Regions from separate parts of the Mus musculus genome. Here all the other regions are linked to region 1. A link is a contact called in public Hi-C and HiChIP or PLAC-seq data. All regions are on one chromosome and are shown on one strand. Each heading gives the region's core, a stretch centred on a gene start, on an enhancer-like site or on the middle of the called end of the contact. The rest is flanking DNA. Distances are from core to core; before and after follow the strand shown. Region 1 holds the start of Senp2 (SUMO/sentrin specific peptidase 2). Region 2 has its middle 20 kb from the start of 1300002E11Rik. Region 3 overlaps Ehhadh (enoyl-Coenzyme A, hydratase/3-hydroxyacyl Coenzyme A dehydrogenase).

Region 1 (4,125 bases), core at 1,449-3,948:
CGTTTTATGTATCTTACTACATTCACATACAAACCATTATTTATTCATATTTATTTTTTAAAAATAGCTTGTTTTTTCCTTAGATAATTAAAAGATACTTGTAGAAAGGCCTAGTATTTTTTATTTTCTGTAATTGTGTAAAATCAAGACATAGTCAATAAGTATTTATTGGATTTAAATGAAATATCAACAAGTTTCCATAGTTAACCATCACATCTGGTATAGACCCAAATCCATGACTGCTGTTGAAATAAGGGACATACTATAGTATTCTACTATTCCTTGCTCTTTAATCTACTTTTATTCTTGTCTACCAGTCACATACAAGAAAGTAGATTTGTGATGACAAAGCATATGGGTTCACTCAGCCAGATGAATCAGATCAATCAGTTTGAACTGGCTTCCTCCTCAGGGGAAAAAAAAAATTACCTTTACTACAGAAGACCTTAGAACTATAAACACACATTCAACACACATATCTGAAAATAGTCACCTCTAGGAAAGACAATGGCATAGAGAAAGGGCAGGAAAGAGGAAACTTCTCATTGTCTGGACTTTTTACCTTTTGAGTTTTGTTCCATGCATGTATTTTTCCTACTAAAACAAATTAATTTTCAAAGATGTAGTACCTAATCTTGGCCTTTTGGCTGGGATCTCATCAGTGTCCACTGCAGTAGAAAACAGAGTGCTGCAAAGAAAGGAGAAGATGGATGTATATAGGCCATACGTGCATTTCTATAAATAAACTTACTCAGCTCTGGAGGTGTGACTCAGTTGTAGGGCATGTGTTTAGCATATAAAAGACCGTGGTCTCTTTACCTAACACCAAAACAAAAGCTCCGTACCACACAACCTTCCTTCTCTTGTGCCCCATGTAGTCGTAAAATGAGATGCAAGGTGCAAAGCAGAGTCCTATTTCTAGACCGTAGGAAAGACTCAACACTCCCTACTACATTATGATGTATAATCTGGCCAAATTAAACCAACACATCATTTGGTTTTGGGACACTGGCCCTAAAGACAGACTTTTTTTTTTTTTTTAATTTCAAGCAACAATATAAGCAGCCTTAAGAGATAAGGTAGTAGTTGGGAGTTGGCAATGGTGTTGCTTAAATGTCTCCCGACCCCTATACCCTGGGCTGGGGATTGAAGACAGGACAGGCACGACAGACAAGCACACCGCCCCTAAGGCACAGCTCTAGTTCCTAGAAAAAAGTATCTTTTAAGACACCAGCCCCCGAGCCGGGCATGGTGGCACACACCTTTAATCCCAGCACTCGGGAGGCAGAGGCAGGCCGATTTCTGAGTTCGAGGCCAGCCTGGTCTACAGAGTGAGTTCCAGGACAGCCAGGGCTGCACAGAGAAACCCTGTCTCAAAAAACAAAAGAACAAAACAAAACAAAATAACCCACGAGCCCCCGAATGTAGTAAAGAACAGAAAGCAGCTAGAAGTCAAGGCTGGCCAGGACACATCCACACTCAGGTTTGGGTCGGCATACTGCTGACTCCGAGGGACTATGAATGAAAATGTGAGGCGATCACCAGTCCCTGTTCGATAAATATGCAGTTTCATTGTGCACCAGATCCAGTTGGGGGAGAATAAACTATTCTTACATAAGCATCAGTTTGAGAACTTTATAACATCTTAACCGATTCTTATCTGAACCCCATGGAACTGTAGAAGCCATGGGACTACATGCTACAGTTTAGCGAACAACCAGTTTCACCAATGACCTACATTCCTGGAGTCATCTATGAATCATTTTGATCTACTTCCCCTAATCCAATCTTTTGTCCACTTCTCTTGACCTGGAAACAAAAATAATCACCATCATCATAATAATAAGTGAAGTAGACATAGCAGAGGAAGGAAAGGGAGGGAGAATGTAAGAGTGGGAGACAGGGGGGAGTATAGAAGTTGTAGAATATTTTGTTTTCTAGATAAACCCTTAAAAGGGAAGACACTGTAAAGTAAATAAAGGAGTAGATGCTAAGTACTAATATTTGTCATTTCCTTCTAATTTTAACCGAATCTTACAAGAGTGCGGTACGTAAATACTTTCTGCCTCTTACAAGGATGTTAAAGAACAGGACCATTCCCTTCCCCTGCAGCCCAACACACACACCCCGACAGTTGCTGTCGAACAAGACAACTGCTGTTCCTCGGTGCGAAGACAACAGCACTCGCAGTCAAACGACTACGGGCAAACTCCTAACCTAGTGACTCGCTCCTGCGCTGTCCGCCCGCGACGACACCGGGCGACAGGAGCCGTATCCGGCGAGCAGCACATCGCCGGCCTCCCGTTCCCCTTCCGCTCGCAGCTAGAGGGACGGACTCTCCCCAGGCCTCCGCGGTCCCGTAGTCGCCGGTTCCCACAGGCCCGCGGCGCCCAACGCCAGCGCGGGGGAGGGGACCCGACCGGCGCGCGGCCACCTTACCTGCTGGAGCGCCGCCTCTTGAGTAGGGCGCGGGCCCCGGGCGCGGGCCGCTCACACAAGCGAAGAATGGTGCCGAGAACCTTAGCCAGCCATCTGTACATTCCAGGCCTGAGCAGCAGCGGCGGCCGACACACCCCGAGACGCGAACCCCAGAGCTGTCGCCGCCGCCGCCGCCGCCGCCGCCGCCGTCGCCGCTGCCGCTGCCGCTGCCGCTGCCGCCTTCGCCGCTTCAGCCGTAGCCAGGATCAGGCGCGGACTTGTGACGCCATCAGAGGGCCCACAGATTTAACGTTCCCCGGGCTAGGGGAGGACTCTCTAGAAGCCGTTGACGTCACCTTCTTCCGCCCAACGGGAAAGCGGCCTCCGGAGTCTGAGCATGCGCAGTCTGGGCCTGCTCCTTGTAAGCCTAGCAACAGGAAGCGGGACGGGGAGAGCGGGCTCTTGCGCGGGTCTGACTGGCAGACCGAAGGGCGGGGCTTTCTCTTTGGCAGAGCCAGTCAGGAGTCGATCTCGGGACAAGGCCCACAGACCCAAACCACGTGTATCGATGCTGGGCCGGGAGAGCTACCCAAGCAACCCGACAGTGGAGGGTTCTGTAAAAGAATGCGCAGGGTGGAAAATAGGTCAGGTTAGTTAATGAGTATGTAAGGGTTTGCGCTTTATTTTGTATATACATTGGTCTAATACTTTACCCGGATTGCCGTCATGTTTACAGCAACCGGACACAGTGGGGAATTTTAGGAATGTCATAAAAACCAAAGGTATATAGCAATTAAACCATGTGCCTAAGAAAATGGAGCTAACCACTAGCATTTGAGCCAGTCTAACTATTAGGGCTCATTCCGCACGCATACGTGCAAGTTTACTGGGAGAGACATTTTCATAGATACTTATAAATTAGAATACAAGGTCACCTGCTTATGTGATAAATGATTGTAATGCGCAATGGAACTAGAGAAAGTTAAACCAGATGCTGGGGAGTGAGTAGGGCAGACGGACACGACTTCTTAGGAAAAGCTTCCGAGAAACAGGGACTGAATGATTCCTGTGGCCTTTTCTAATCAGCTTGTCTCTTCCCCTCAGCTGTCAGGTAGCAATCAATTCTCATTATCCTCTCTGGGAATGTATACACTTTTCTTTTCTTCTCTTCTCTTCTCTTCTCTTCTCTTCTCTTCTCTTCTCTTCTCTTCTTTCTTTCTTCCTTTTTGTTGTTTTGTTGTTGTTGTTGTTGTTGTTTTTTGAGACAGAGTTTCTCTGTATAGCCCTGACTGTCCTGGAACTCACTTTGTAGACCAGGCTGGCCTCGAACTCAGAAATCTGCCTGCCTCTGCCTCCCGAGTGCTGGGATTAAAGGAAAACCATTAGAAATAAATGTCTAAATAATATCTCCTATGGACTTAAGCATAATGTCTGGGAGTGCAGTCCCTTGAAGTATTAAAAACAGTCTCAAAGCCGGGCGGTGGTGGCACATGACTTTAATCCCAGCACTTGGGAGGCAGAGGCAGGCAGATTTCTGAGTTCAAGGGCCAGCCTGGTCTACAGACTGAGTTCCAGGACAGTCAGGGCTACACAGAGAAACCCTGTCTCAAAAAACAAAAACCCAAAAAACAAAAACAAAAACAGTCACTGCTGGGCATAGTGGCACATGCCTTTAATGCCGGCACTTGGGAGGTAGAGATAGGTGGA
Region 2 (4,244 bases), core at 121-2,620, 190 kb after region 1:
TGCCCGGCTAACTTGTCAATTCTTTCTTCCAGTCCTTTTCTGTCTCTAAAACTTGTGCTCAGATCCTCAGAATATGTGTTCTATGTCATGGAATGAAGTGTCCAGACTCTTAACTGTGACTGTGCTTTGTCAGGCATGACATCGCACTAACTGCTGGCTGTCTTGACGACCAGCTGTCTTTCTTGCTCAGGTTCTCAGTGGTCCTACTGCCTCCAGTTTACTGACGAACAATGGATGGGGTACTAACTCCACAAGCACAGGCAACTCTGATCTTTCAAATAAAGGTAAGATTAACAAAGGAATAATTGGGACAGAGAAGAAAAAAAATAGGTAATCAAATCATCTTCTCTCCAAGGTTTTTTATCTCTATGTCTACTCACCTATTCTCAGCTTCTTGGTTAAAAATAAAATAAAATTTGAAATTCAAAATGTGTAATTGTTTCCTAAAATCCTTGCAGTCTTCAGCGGTAGACATATTTTATGTCAGTGAGCTGGCCAATGGCTGGTAACCTTAGGAAACCCAATGGGAGCCCAGCACCACCAAGACTGAGGGGCAGCATCAGATGCTGGGTGGACACGGGGACCTAAGAGTTAAATAAAGCAACATGGCAGTTAATCAGCTGGGTAATGAAGCGCTCACAAAAGCCCAAAGGAGCATCTGGCAGCTCAGCCACGGCCATTCCTGGAGAGCAGAGCCCTCACCCATCTCACGTGCCCTGCTCTGTCCCTCTCCATCGTTTCCTGCTAATTCCCTTTACGGTCAGCCATCCATAGGTAAGTTCCTGGTTCTGTGTGAACCCTAGCAAACCTAATGGATCCGAGGAGGGATCTGTGGCAATGACAAGCTGCAGCTGCTCGGCTGAGCAATCTGGAGCTGGCAGCTGTATCTGAAATATATGATGCTGGTCTCTATGAGCTGAGACCGCAGACACTTTCACACGGATGTAAAAAGCATTTTATTTCCCCTGATACGTGTCCTTTTCCAGGGCCAGCCCAGCTATGCTCACCTGAGTCATACCCAATTTATAGTGTAACACACATCTGAAGGGCTCACTTTCTTGTAGGACTGCATATTTGGATGCCATAGAGCTCCACAGGCAGCCAGGCACCTGACATGTAGCTGAGTGTACACTTCCCAGCACGGCTGGAAATGTAAAATACATAGTTTCTTCCTTGTGGGGAGAAGGGAAAAGAAGAAAGTATGTCTAACTTCCCGTCTTTTCAGAAGCTTTAAGTGACTGTTTCTATCAAGCCTGACTTGGAAGTGCTGAGATAATGTGGGATTTTTGGATGCCTGGATAGTGCTGAGTATGCAGTACCAAGAATAGACACCAGAGGGAGGAAGAAGCCCTTACAAGTTCCTGGAAAAGTGTTCCAATTATGGAATTACATAAACCCACAGTCCAGAGACCACGCACCCATAAAAGACTTGAGAGGTTCAACTATCTCGGCTGATGGGTGAATATCCACTCTGTATGAATCTAGTCCGTAAATGACTGGGAGAAGAGGCTGCAGGTCTATTCTCTTGGTACGTCTAACAGGAAACAAATACGAGGAACTGTCACAGGAAGCACAGAAATGAAACCTACCCAGACATGGCAGCTCCCTTGTGTAAACTCAACAAGTGGGCAAGCTCAGGCAGGACTGCCATAAGCACGAAGCCAGCCTGGTCTACAGAGTAAGACTTTGTGCAAACCAAAACTAACAACGAAACAAACAATCCGGGTATACACCAAAGCTGAAGAATTCAGAGAAAGAACAGAAAGAAATTGTATTAAAGAAACTGAAGGCACTGTAAGACACAACACAAATAGCCAGTGAAATCACAGAAGTAATACAGGAACAAGAGAATACCAACAGGGTGTCAGAAATCACATAAAAGAACCAAAGGAAAAAAATACACAACTGGAGAACTCAGTAACTGAGCTGAAAAACTCAATGGGTTTTCAACATTACATTTGATCAAATAACTCAGTAAACTCGAAGACAGACGATTTAAGATCATGAAGTAGAAGGGACAGAAGGAAACGTGACAGTCGAGGGCCTGAGACACTGTTAAGATGGCCAACACACACAGAGTTACAGTGTAAGAGAGGGACAGTGTAAGGTGGCAGACATCGCTCACGTCCCCAGTCCTGCTGACTGAGTGAAGGGAAGCAGGCCTCTACATCCTCATTACCTCTCTATTTACCGCGTATGAAGAGGTATGTATGTGCTATGATACACATGTGACAATATTACAGAACAACTCTCCTCCACCTAGGTTCTGGGGACTGATTGCGTTATAAGGCTTTGCAGCCAGAACCTTTACCCACTGAGCTATCTCGCCGCCCCTGCATATCTAAATTTAATGAGGTCAAAGTGTTCTGACTAATGAGCCCAAAGAAGTCCACAGAAAGAAATATAACTGAACTGTCAAAAGTCAAAGAAAAACTTGTGTCAAGAGAAAATCAATCTGTCACATACACAAGAGCTCCTAAACATGGTCAGTGGATTTCCCTGCAGAAGCTTTATAGACCAGAGGCACCGGAAAGATGAACCCAAAAGCGCTATAGCAAGCAGAACCTTCCTAGATAAAGCCTACACACGGTGGGGGAAGGGAGGCTAAGGGGTTATACAGTAGGCTAACCTAGACTTCACTAAGAAAGTGACTTGAGTCAAGGCCTGAAAGAGTAAAGGAAGTGGCATGTGGAATGAGGGAGGGACATCCCAAGAACAGGAAACAACACCAAAGGGGTCTCTCCAAACACAAAGCAGGGACAGCAGCAGAAGCAAGTGAATCAGGACAGAGAAGAAGTCGCATTGAAGAGGTAAAGGGGACACCCCACCCCCATTCCAGGGAGTGACATCATGGCTTTCGTTCAGCAGGACATGCAGTTGCCTAGGGAGATGCGTGGAGGCTGATGCACTCAGAGTTGACTCCATGGGACAATCTAAGGCATTAGGTTGCAAGGGTAACTCCAGGCTGGAGAACTGGAAAGCCCGGAATTGTATGCTAGTGAGCTGGGGAAACAAGAGAATTTTGACAGGAGCAAAGATCAGGAGTTTGAGTGGGTTAAAAGTTTGAGATGCACGTTAGACAGAGAGTGTGCAGAATTGATCTCATCACTGACCTTCCTAGATATGTCCTTCAGCTGGTGTTGTTTGTCTGACCTTTCTCCTCTGACTGTTCACACTAGTGTCTGCTGTGCAGTCGCACACACAAGCCTAGGGAGAGGTGCAGGCTGAAGACAAGTCAGAATTATAGAGCCATCAAATTGAAGAGAAAGGATTATAAATTTTTGAGAGATGGAGACAGAAGACAAAGAGAGAAGAACACACAAGGATTGAGTTCTAGGGTACCCCAACATACTGAGGTCAAGGAGTTAAGAAGGGGGCAACAGACACTAGAATGGATAAGTGGAGGAGAACCAAAGCTAAGAGATCCTGAAGGCCACGAAGGAGGGGCAATGGCTGACAGGTCAGGTCTGTACACATTACTTAGTGGCCACACACCCAATTCAGTACATTCTCAGCAAACCTGAAATAGTTCTTAATGTTTTAGGATCTATGTTCATTAAGAATAGATATTGAGCAAAAACATATTATTTGGTTTTAAAGTATATCAAATACACCTGTCAGCTGTCATATATAGACACACGTATCTTTTATCTAGAACATTTTTTTTTTCAGTTTTTTGAGACAGGGTTTCTCTGTGTAGCCCTGGCTGTCCTGGAACTCATGCTGTAGACCAGGCTCTGCCTCTGCCTCCCAAGTGCTGGGATTAAAGGCGTGCGCCACCACTGCCTGTTATCTAGGACATTTTAACATGTATTTACTTTGTATGTGTGAACACGCCACAGAACGCACGTGGAGGTCACAGGACAATGTGCAGAAGTTGATGCACTCGCTGTGTGGGTCCCAGGTATCAGACTCCGGATAAATTTGGCAGCAGGGACCTTTACCTGTTCACCCATTTCAAAGGCTCTTAATCTAGAACATTTCTTAAAATAGTAGTCTAAAGATTATTAATAGATTGTATGAGCAAAAAGAAAGTTTTAGCTACACTTGTTTGGGGAAACGATATAATTTTCACAAAAGAGAGAGAGAGAGAGAGAGAGAGAGAGAGAGAGAAGCATTTTGCAAAGTTCCTATCAATACAGAGCTGTTGTTCTAGGCTAGCATCCTATCACTACAGAGCCATTCTAGGCTAGCATCCTATCACTACAGAGCTGTTCTAGGCTAGTGACCTATCACTACAGAGC
Region 3 (4,534 bases), core at 1,726-4,225, 230 kb after region 1:
GGGACTTCACTATATGAGGATTTAGGTGCCTTGAGGGGAGAGGGAACCTATTTTCCACAGATGCAGAGGGAAATGCAGAGGGAAATGCTTTGTGGACTTGTAAATATTATGTAGCAGCTCTCAAGCTGTGTCATGATACAGTTACTAATTAATCAGTCAAAGGCAAGCGCTTTTATTTCCTCTAGGTTCAAGGGTGAAAAGTAACCAGACAATTATAAACATGCTTACCTGAGTCCTCCCCGGATTTACCCAGAGAAACAGTTTCAATTCCTCACTGAGTTTAGCCAGACACATTTGTTGTAGGTTTAGCACACACTTGGTGACTGGGCCTAGTCCTGGAAAGTGGATTACAGGGGCGTGTGTGTGTGTGTGTGTGTGTGTGTGTGTGTGTGTGTGTGTGTGTTCCCTATAGCATCCCATCCTTTCTCTTTATTTCTAGTTTTTGAGCTTTCAATGTTACCAAACACATCCATGAGAAGAAATGTGTGGTCGGGATAGGAAAAGCCAGTCTCTCCTCAGGCCACCGAGTGAGGTGATTTTGGTTGAGCCCAATCTTTCATTGTTGTCTGAGGGTTTGCTGGTGCTGTTTGCTTTGGAGTTTTGAAACAAGATTTCACCCTGTAATGCAGACTGGGCCTGAACTTCTGGCAATCCTCTTGCCTCCAGCATCCAAGCACTGGGATTACAGATGTGAGCCACCACTGGCTGCCGTTCTTTACCCAGAAGTAAACTGCAGTGACCTTCTGTATCCTGTCAGCCAAGACAGGTTTTAAAGAATGTGAGTCCACTCGGGTGCCTGAGGCCTGAAACACAGCAGCGTTCCACCCATTCTGCACAATTACCTTCCTAAGATTCTCTCTGGGAAATCTGAGAAATCTGGGGTCTTAGGTGGCATTGTCTAAGTCTTCCCCACAGCAGGCCTTCTGGGTGGCGATTTCCGTAGTCTAGAACGGGCCCCAGAATGGTGCCCATATCCACTGCACATGCCTTGTAATGTCATGACTTATAATCTGTTTTCCTGATCAGATTTCATTTCTAATTAACCAGTCAAAAGCAAAAGGTTAAAAGATAGAAAGTAACTAGGGACAGGTAGTTGTTATGCAGAGGGAAAGTGGCTCCCTTGTCCCCGATGTGCTTCCTTGTTCTGTTCTAAGGAGGTTGTCACCAATTTATGAGGTCAGCTTGTTCACCAAGTGAGTATGGTCCCAGTTTTTCCCTTGTTTTATTCTTTTGTTCTTTCTCCCTTTTAATTTTTAGTGGGAAATTATCTTTCTAGCTCATCGAGTCTTTTTTTTTTTTTCTTTTCTTTTTTTTTAAAGAGCAGGTCTCAGTCTGTATAGCCCTGGCTGGCCTCGAGCTCATAGAGATTCACTTTTTTTGCCTCCCAAGTGCTGAGATTAAAGGTGAGAGCCACCATGATTGCCTACCGAATAATTCTTCTCCTTTCTCCCCAAAACTATTATAAACCCTTAAACATCTCTAAAACTGCCACCCTGTGGAAGACAGACATGGTGCATTCTACCCGAGCTACAGACACATGCATACAAAAAGCACAGCTGAAAAGCATGCTTCTTGAACTCAAAACCCAGCCTCATCTGGTCTGCGGGTTTTATTTTCTTATTTGTTAACTTCTTTTTGAAAATTGCACAAATTTGGTTTAGTAAACTTTAGATGTTTCCTGATCGTTTTGGTTGTTTGTTTTTGTTTTTAATAATTCCAAAGATGGAAAAGGCTCACATAGTAAAACAGAGCTTGGGTCACATGTCTTCCTAGCATCTCTCTTTCCTGAGAGAGCACTTAGGTACCCTCATCCGGCCCAGTCAAGCCTCTGATTGGTAGCCATTTTTCTGTTTGTGAGTTTTCAAAAGAAACAAAAATGTATATAAAAGAAGAGGAAATGGTTGCCATATAAACTCCCAGCCCTTTCCCCAGTGGATCCCAGGAGAGGGAAATCCAGAAGGAGACAGTTTGGCAGTGGGGTCCCTTCCTACCATTTGCCCATAGAGAGAAAATAGTGTTCTGTCCACAACAGTTGAGTTCCCAATGAGGATGAGACCTTGTCTTGTGTCTTTTTGTCGTCATTGTCAAGCAGTGCACTGTGAGCTGTGCAGTGTGCATGTGTTCTGGTTTGTTGTAAGTGGTTTGGGAATGAAGATTTGTATGGGTTGTGTGAGAGTACTGCAGTGGTTTATCTGCCAGACTTGAATGTGTGAGGTGCTTTGTTAGGCTGGGGGCATGGTTTCCCAGAAGCAAGTCTACCCAGATGGACAACTCCTCAGCCTTTTGGACTTCTCGGTATTACTTAATGGTTCAGATTCTGCTTATTCCATTTCCTAGTAAGGAATTAGGCGTGGGAGGTTCTGTTTAGTTGTGTGTCGCTAAAAAGTAACTGGGTGAAAGGTAATTATTGTTCCTCAGGGCAAGTATCTCTTGTAGCCTGTGGGCCTTTGTCTTGTTATCATAGCACCGCTTCTGTAACAGTTTACTTTTTCCGCACAAGAGGGAAGTTTCTGCTCAGAATACAGAGAATCTCAAGCAAAAAAGGGTTGGAGCTTGCTGCTGTCTTCCGTGCAGCTGACAGCCCATGATTTAGGTTCACCTCCTTCACCATCCTAATCCACTTGGCAAATTCTCTCTTTCCCTTGCGACAAACTCTCCTGAATGGGATCACTGAACATTCCCTACTCCTTGAATGGAGACGGACCTGGCTCCAGTTCCTGTTCCTCTAAGACAGTTCCCGTCCGTGGCTTTAGCTGTACTTTCTATAGCTGCTCCCTCATATACTGAACCTGGGTAGAGCATCTACTGTAGGTCTTGCTCAATGTTTCTTTGCCCTTGCCTTTCCCTCCTGAATTAATTAGTGTGGAATTTGGCTTCCACAGGCAGAAAACTTTCAAAGACAGTGAATTAAACAAAGACTAGTGACTTCTCTCACTGTAGTCCAGAATGGCTGCTCCACAGCCCTCAGTGTCTGTCCTGCAGTCCTCCGTATCTACCTCTTGGTACAAGAAGAATACTTCTGTCCAGCCACCTCACCTGTACTTTTGCCAAGAGTAGGGAGGAAAGAAAAGTAGGAAATCTTGTCCACTGTTTTCCAGAAATCTTCCTTAATGTTGCAGGTATCAAGAGAACTTAGTGGCGTGGGCGGACTGTGCTGCAAAGCATGCTGGGAAATGTAGTCTTTGCTTTGGGCCACCATGGATCCAGCTAAGAAGCAGGTTTTAGAAGAAGGTGAAGGGGAAGGGATGTTTGAAATAACTAGCACCCCTGCCACATGTCCTAGACAGGTTCTCCTTTATCTTTTCTGTTCTAAAAGCATGATAAATTGAAGGAAAATTTGTCCCTTCCAAACTTCTGTGCTGCCTGCCTTCTTTGTGCCTTTACCGCCACACTCAGATCTTACACTTTACACAGCAGTTGCATGTTTATACCTATCAGATAACTCTGTACTTGCGATGTCATGTATAACACGTTTAGAACTGGTTACTAACTTTTCATGATCAAACTTAGAGCACAAGGGAGGAAACTAATAATGCTTTTAAAGTGGAATTATTTTATCAGCCCTGCGCTTAATTGACAGTAGATATTTTATTTCTTTAACAAATAGTGAAAATTCTGTGGTAAAAATCTGTATTTTTTTTTATCCACCATAACTGTTCAGTGGTTCATTAGTAAAGAAATAATAGGGTAGAGATTTAATTTTGCTTAATTTGCTGTATAAAAATTTTTTTCTTTTAGTCCAACTGTAATCACAGAAGTAAGGAATGGACTCCAGAAAGCTAGTTTGGACCATACGGTTAGAGCCATAGTGATCTGTGGAGCAAATGACAACTTCTGTGCAGGTAATTAAGTGTCTAGATCTTTCCCATTACCTCTAGAATTATACCCAGATAATGCCCAGCAGTACATCGGCTATCCCTTTGGGTAGTGACTAGGGACACTAGAGTGGAGGTGAAAAGCATCATGGGTGATGGGACCCAGACAGGACTGGGTGGCCTTTGAAGAACATTTCATTCTAGTCTTGATGGCTGATAGCTGCTGCCTGCCACAAACATGCTGATGTGTGTCTGCTTTACATATGTCCCTTCTATCCTGCGTGAGCTTGGGCCAGTCTCTGTCATCCTTACGTCATTGTCTCTGCCTATAGAGCAGGGTCCATGATTTCTAGCTGACGAAGGCTGTGTGAGGTTAAGTGAGATGCCTTAGCTGACTATCCTTGTACAGTGTCTGTACTCAGAACCTGTTCGGGAAGCATGACTGTTTATTCAGAGTCTGGAAATAAAGCCCATTTTCCTTCAGACAGCCCCTACCCCCAGTGACCATAGCACTGTTTCTCTGGGTCTACCTGACAAGGCACAGCACAAATATCTGAAGTGATGACTCCTCTGGTGTAGTCCACACACAGCACCTCTTTCTTTCCCTGCCCCAAGAATGAATGCATTGCACCCTTTGACAGAAGTCACATGGGAATGAGGGCCCAATACCAGAGGTCTTCAGTATTTGTAAATGGTGGCCTGAGAGTACACCAGTTCTG

What was found. Hi-C and Micro-C count contacts between places; a contact is called where the count stands out from the background. HiChIP or PLAC-seq counts read pairs in DNA pulled down with a chosen protein or histone mark.
Region 2: a contact with region 1 is called in an H3K4me3 HiChIP or PLAC-seq map of the SCID.adh cell line, with 15 read pairs. The contact joins the enhancer-like site here to the promoter of Senp2 in region 1. A contact is called at or near these places in 20 of 39 promoter capture datasets (the C10 cell line, the HPC-7 cell line, the SN4741 cell line and 11 more), 1 of 15 datasets of contacts at CTCF or cohesin (the NIH/3T3 cell line), 9 of 484 Hi-C or Micro-C datasets (the G1E-ER4 cell line, the HL-1 cell line, embryonic stem cells and 2 more), 16 of 115 datasets of contacts at active chromatin or transcription factors (the SCID.adh cell line, bone marrow-derived macrophages, embryonic basal ganglia and 7 more) and 4 of 9 other capture datasets (adipose tissue, embryonic stem cells, liver and 1 more).
Region 3: a contact with region 1 is called in a Hi-C map of the G1E-ER4 cell line, with 2.4 times the contacts expected there. The contact joins the enhancer-like site here to the promoter of Senp2 in region 1. A contact is called at or near these places in 18 of 39 promoter capture datasets (the 3T3-L1 cell line, 3T3-L1-derived adipocytes, the C10 cell line and 11 more), 27 of 484 Hi-C or Micro-C datasets (CD4 T cells, CD8 T cells, the G1E-ER4 cell line and 9 more), 16 of 115 datasets of contacts at active chromatin or transcription factors (the SCID.adh cell line, bone marrow-derived macrophages, embryonic midbrain and 7 more) and 5 of 9 other capture datasets (adipose tissue, embryonic stem cells, liver and 2 more).

The regions. Positions count from the first base shown.
Region 1 is chr16:22,008,057-22,012,181 of GRCm38.p6, reverse strand. Senp2 (SUMO/sentrin specific peptidase 2) reads right to left here and starts at 2,698. Exons shown (of 17, transcript NM_029457.3): 1 at 2,440-2,698; 2 at 630-688. The coding sequence starts at 2,540.
Region 2 is chr16:21,812,262-21,816,505 of GRCm38.p6, reverse strand. No RefSeq gene overlaps it. Among named protein-coding and RNA genes, the nearest start is that of 1300002E11Rik, 20 kb to the right of the region's middle. Within about 2 kb of position 1,370, at least 65 of the 459 cell types and tissues checked have an H3K27ac peak or open chromatin away from gene starts, as enhancers often do. A contact at or near this core is called in the SCID.adh cell line, adipose tissue, bone marrow-derived macrophages and 3 more, where this site is marked.
Region 3 is chr16:21,777,107-21,781,640 of GRCm38.p6, reverse strand. Ehhadh (enoyl-Coenzyme A, hydratase/3-hydroxyacyl Coenzyme A dehydrogenase) reads left to right here. Exons shown (of 7, transcript NM_023737.3): 2 at 3,739-3,842. Among named protein-coding and RNA genes, the nearest start is that of Ehhadh, 8.5 kb to the left of the region's middle. Within about 2 kb of position 2,975, at least 22 of the 459 cell types and tissues checked have an H3K27ac peak or open chromatin away from gene starts, as enhancers often do. A contact at or near this core is called in the G1E-ER4 cell line, adipose tissue and extraembryonic endoderm stem cells, where this site is marked.